Linked DNA regions of Mus musculus: region 2 is linked to region 1. The links are chromatin contacts, called in public HiChIP or PLAC-seq maps. All regions are on one chromosome and are shown on one strand. The core of a region is the stretch at or near the end of the contact, and the rest is flanking DNA. Distances in the headings are between cores, read along the strand shown.

Region 1 (2,730 bases), core at 72-2,571:
AAATTAAATATCTGAGTAACCTTTGCATGAAAGTCATGTTATCTATTTTTCTTAGTCTTGTTTCCAACATATGGCAATATTTAATTCCAGTTCTAAACAGAATGAATTGTACAAAGACCATCATTTGACAGTAACCATCAGCTTGCCCAACAATGCAGATAAAAGCTTTTAGTAAGGCTTCTATTTCCAGGTGGAACATGCTAACCATCTTGACGTTTTCATTCACAGATTGTGACTCTGCTGACTATTATTGGTAATTCAGTGGGCTTGGTTAGCGACTACAGCTGCAGGTTTCTGAAATATTGTTACATAGTAGAAAAGGCCAAAGTCATGACTACAAAACTGCCATTCATGACGAACTTGACATCCATCGAGTTTAAAAGAATAATACATAAATTCAGAAGCTACCTAAAGCAAATCGTGACCATGACTATTGAGATACGTATTGGAATTTTTTATGTGAATAGTCTGGATTATCAATTAGCATGCTTACCATATGTTGATGGCATCATACAAATGAGCTACAACCTGTTACAATGTACCATTGAGGAAAAAAGTGCAAATCTATTAGAAGTAAGTCTTTATTTTTTTCCTCTTTTTTGTTGAATTAATTATTAATGAATCCCAGCTTGAAGGGGGGGGGGTCACTTCCCACCTCAAACATTTATGTTCCCAAGTGAGACACACATACACAGCCTTTATATTTTTATATGCCTTAAGCAGCACAATAGCTGGCCTCCACGCTGCGAGAACCTGCCCCAACCTGCAGGACTTGTTTAAACAACAGGATTCTCGAGGGAAGGGAGCTACAACAACAAATTTTGGGATTAGAAGACACAAAAGAAGGATGCAAGACAAAAATTCTGTTCAAGCCTCGTTTACTCAGGGGAGATGGGGGGCTTTTTAAAGCTGAAAACCGCAAACAGAATTTGCTCAGGTACACAGGCCAAACCACAGTGCTAGGTAACACACTAAGGTCAAAGGAATGTCCCCATTGTAAAAGGTCCAGAAAGGAGTGCCCTCATTGTAAAGGGAAAGGAATGCCCCACATTGTAAATGTCCTGAGTCAATTACAAAACGGAAGCAAGATAGTGGAAGAAGCAAAAGAGTGTTAGATAATGGCCCTGGAACAAGATTCCAGAGGCTTCTGGGGCCCCAACAAGAACCTACCTCTGCCAGTAATTCCTAGTTACCACTTATTAATTCTTATGTTCCATCTTGGTTACTCTTCACTCCAATTAGACATCTGGGTGCTCTCCTTGCTTCTCTACCCCATGGCAGACTCTGTCTCTCCTCCCTCCACACTCTCCTAAGCCATCTCCCCTTCCTCTCCTCCCGTCCCAAGCCCAGGAAACGCCAAGCTCTCGCCTCTGTCTGTCCTCCCCAGCTCTCAGCTGCTGCTTTCTTTATTTACCAGTCAGAGCTAACTGAGGGCAGGTTCCCAGAAGCTATGTGCAGACCCTATCGTGCAAACAGTTTTTTGGGGGAGCATAGTTAGCATTCATAATACAAGCAGGTACACCTTTTCATAAGAAAATTTCAGATTAGATTATAACTTGATGATATACAATCAAAAATACATATAAGTATTATACTCAGAAAATCCCAAAGTACTGTGATTACATTTGTTTTTGTGTTTAGTCTTTATCTGTGTATAAGTGCATTTCTGTATGTGAATGTGACACATACATTTGCCATAACATGTGGAGGTCAAAAGGCAAACTTCAGGAGTTGTTTGACACAGTGTCTCTTGTTTGTATCACATAAACCAGATTAGAGGCCCTTGGGCTTCCAGAAATTCTTCTCCACTTGATTTGGCCGTAGGACTCCTGGGATTATAGACATGCATGCTCTTGTGTAGTTTATGGAGATGCAAACTTTGGTCCTCACACTTGCAAGTACTTTACCCAACTCAGTCCCTCCTCAGCACTTACATGTGTGTTTTATTAAATATCACTTCCTTTAGAACTTTCTGTAACTACGTGGAAGACTGCGCCCCATGTCACTGCCCATCTCTTTTTTTTTTTTTTTTTTTTTTTTTTTTTGGCTTTATAACGCACATCATTGTCTGACATCATTGTTCCCCATAGACTCACTAGGCTATGGCTTGTCTGCTTTGTAGAACAAATATGGATCCCAGTATCCTAGCTGTTGCCTGTACCAGCATCCTCCCATAGTACCCAAGACAGGTTTCAAGACCAGAGTTTATGATAACAGCTATCATTTTTTTTTCTTTATCCAGCCAGACTTCCAATACTTCTTAAACCCAAAGTTACAAGCTGCCCATCGACTGTGCCTCTGCAGTATAACTGTGAGAGGATAGCAGCATTCTCACACATACCAAGTCTAATGTTGCATCAAACCTTATCCAAAGTAGCGAACAGAGCTTGAGTGGGCCAGGAATAATTTTCAAGAAAGATGTTAATTGCAAAAGGAGAAGCGCCAGTGGCGTGGAAGCGGAGTTGACAGGCAGGATATTGCAGGCAGGAGTTAATGTAGCTAGATTCAGTTGCACATGACTCCCACGTGCAACAGCAACAGCAACAGAGCTGTCGCCTACACAAGTTAGAACTAATTTCTCTTGTGGGAAGTAGTAGTGCCCACATAGTGACTTGTAGCAGGGACGGTAGGGAGGGCCACCTATATATAAACACCGGGGGCCACGTAGCCACAAAAAAACATCTACAGGAGTACCTAATTTAGGACTGCCTGAGAGACCAAGGATTGGTG
Region 2 (2,730 bases), core at 138-2,637, 760 kb after region 1:
TACCGCCAACATTTCTAGAGTGAAGGCTGACTGGTCTAATCATTCTGGCAGTCAGAAATCTCTTCCCTAAACACAGTACCCTGATGGAGAGAGCACCATGACAGGCAGTAGACGTCACCCAAGTTCCTATGAAGCCCAATGAAGACGCTCTTTTTGTCAGAAAATGCTTCTTCAATGGCTACGCTTTCTGATGAGCTGAGGGAAGCTCTTGGGTCTTGGATGGGGCTACAGGATATGGGCCGCTTTTGTCTCCTTGCACCAATCTCCCAACCCAGCACAGACCTCTGACACTTGTGTCCCTTTTTGCCAAACCGAAACACTTCATTTTGGAGGGAAGAAGAGAAGAAGGAGCTAAGATTCAGAAAGCTAAGGAGACTTTCTAGAAGTCCTCTGCCCTGAGTCTGTAAAAGCAGAGGACGGTCTCAGGGCGAGGGATCTGTGGCAATGGAAGTACCTGCAAGGTGGGCAGGAAGGTCCGGAGATGCAGCTCACAGTGGCTACCTTAAGTCACCCATACTCTTGTGAGTGACCCCTGTAAGCTCAATGATCCACCTAGACTTGGGAGGAATTGCGTCTTCAGTCTGTTACCCATGCCCTACCACAGAGATTCGTTCACGTCGTCCCAGGGAAAGTCACAACAGACACATTCTTCCTTCCCATGGCTTTGCCATCACTGATCAATGTCACAATCAAAGACGACGATTTCTGTTAGCCTGGCAGATGACAGAGTCAAAATGTTCAGGATTGGAGGAGCAGATCATTGTCTCAGCTGCTTCTCGTGATCAATTCAAGGGCTTCTGCTTTGAGATTTTTCAAGTTGGCTAGTCAGGCACTTATCATGTTGGGAAATCAACCAGATCCCTTTTCTCCATGGCCCTGGCTGTTACCTGCAGCTTCAGTATAACAGGGGAAGTTATATGGATGGAACATTCTGGAGCTGTAGACTCCTGTAGCACACCACATGTTCCGTTCTGCCGTTTTCCAATTTCTCTTTTCACAGAAGGAACATGGAATGGGTTGGGATATTCCCTTGATCACGGCTTCCAATGTGAATCATCAGCTGTTAGCTTCTGAAACTTCTTTCCCATCATGCCAGGTTTCGGGTGTGGGCCTGTTCCTGTGTATGTGTGCCTGTGTGTGTGTGCACATGTGCAGATGCATATATGTGTCTGTGTGTGTGTTTGTGTGTGTGTTCTTACAAAACTTTATATAAGCCACACAGCAGAGCTCTCCTTTCAAATCCTTACAAGCACCAGAGACTGAGCTTGTGACTTGAGGACAGTGAGGCAGGCGGTCTTTCAAGTCGAAATCCCAGAGGGTGGAAGCAGACACCACTCAGGGCAAATGAAGCCTTCAGGGTTGTTGTTAGGTTGGCACAGGGTGTGGACCAGGCAGGATGAGTCATCTTAGGAAACGTAATACTGGGTGGAGCTGGGCGGCAGCGTCACACTTCGTGCTCTCGTTTTATAATTATCTTGGTATTGATCCACAAGGGTTGCAGCAAACCTCATGGCTGTTCTTCCCGTAAACAAGCATAGAGCCCCCATGCTATCATGAGGGTAGGAGAATAGGTCTGTTGACCGAGAGGGAAGAATGCTGCCCTGGGCTCTGATGCCCATTGTTCTTCAGCTGTGAGCCCCCAAGTAGGTCAGGATTAAACAGTAGGGGACAGTGGGATTTGCAGTTAATCAGACTGGGTTTTAATTACAGCTCCTCCATTTTCCATTTACTTAGCTCAGGTTACTTTGCTTTGTAAGACTTTGGGGTTTTCCTCCCCCTCTGTAAAATGGACATAAAACTACTTCATGGAACTGTGAGAATTTATTATTAACATAAAATGATATTATGCACGTGTTTGATAATTCCCAAGCGGCCAGTAACCGAAGCCGGTGCTACTTGGAAGACTGAGTGGCCTTGCTAGTTTTCAGAGGGCTAGCAGCTCTGACAAGTCTTGAGGCCCCCTTTTTCAGCTCTGCCTTTTGGAGTCTTGGGTCCTGAATGTGTTTTCACTTTGATGCTATGCATTTTATCCTAAGACTGTAGCACCACTGCGAATGCAGAAAACATGGCTCTGTGCTCTTGTTGCTGTTGTGCAGAAGGGAGTATAGGGTAGGCCATGCACATTCCTACAAGACAGGGAGGTTGGCTTTAGTTCTAGTAGACTGAACACATTAGCTGTGAGCAATGTCACCAGTCATGGGACATGGATGCCTCTGGGTAGAGGACTGTCTTAGTCAGGGTTTCTATTCCTGCATGAACATCATGACCAAGAAGCAAGTTGGGGAGGAAAGGGTTTATTCAGCTTACACTTCCACACTGCTGTTCATCACTGAAGGAAGTCAGGACTGGAACTTAAGCAGGTCAGGAAGCAGGAGCTGATGCAGAGGCCATGGAGGGGTGTTAACTACTGGCTTGCTTTCCCTGGCTTGCTCAGCTTGCTCTCTTATAGAACCAAGACTACCAGCCCAGAGATGGCACCACCCTCAATGAGCCCTCCCACCCTTGATCACTAATTGAGAAAATGCCTTACAGCTGGATCTCATGGAGGCGTTGTCTCAACGGAAGGTCCTTTCTCTGTGATAACTCCAGCCTGTGTCAAGTTGACACACAAGACCAGCCAGTACAAGGACCTGAGTCTATGACCACCAAACACAAGTCTCCATTAGGCCTATGTGGGTATAAGATATTTTAAGAACTGTAGATTAAAGATGTCAATCAACTGATGATGGA

The links. HiChIP or PLAC-seq counts read pairs in DNA pulled down with a chosen protein or histone mark.
Region 2: a FOXA1 HiChIP or PLAC-seq map of pancreatic cancer cells shows a contact between it and region 1. The contact joins two enhancer-like sites. A contact is called at or near these places in 1 of 115 datasets of contacts at active chromatin or transcription factors (pancreatic cancer cells) and 1 of 9 other capture datasets (embryonic stem cells).

What each region holds. Positions count from the first base shown.
Region 1 is chr1:181,622,465-181,625,194 of GRCm38.p6, forward strand. Dnah14 (dynein, axonemal, heavy chain 14) reads left to right here. Exons shown (of 87, transcript NM_001377039.1): 18 at 229-573. All of the region lies in intron 2 of Gm33612 (a long non-coding RNA gene), which reads right to left. Among named protein-coding and RNA genes, the nearest start is that of Gm33612, 3.4 kb to the right of the region's middle. Within about 2 kb of position 1,322, at least 36 of the 459 cell types and tissues checked have an H3K27ac peak or open chromatin away from gene starts, as enhancers often do. A contact at or near this core is called in pancreatic cancer cells, where this site is marked.
Region 2 is chr1:182,381,839-182,384,568 of GRCm38.p6, forward strand. No RefSeq gene overlaps it. Among named protein-coding and RNA genes, the nearest start is that of Trp53bp2, 26 kb to the right of the region's middle. Within about 2 kb of position 1,388, at least 52 of the 459 cell types and tissues checked have an H3K27ac peak or open chromatin away from gene starts, as enhancers often do. A contact at or near this core is called in pancreatic cancer cells, where this site is marked.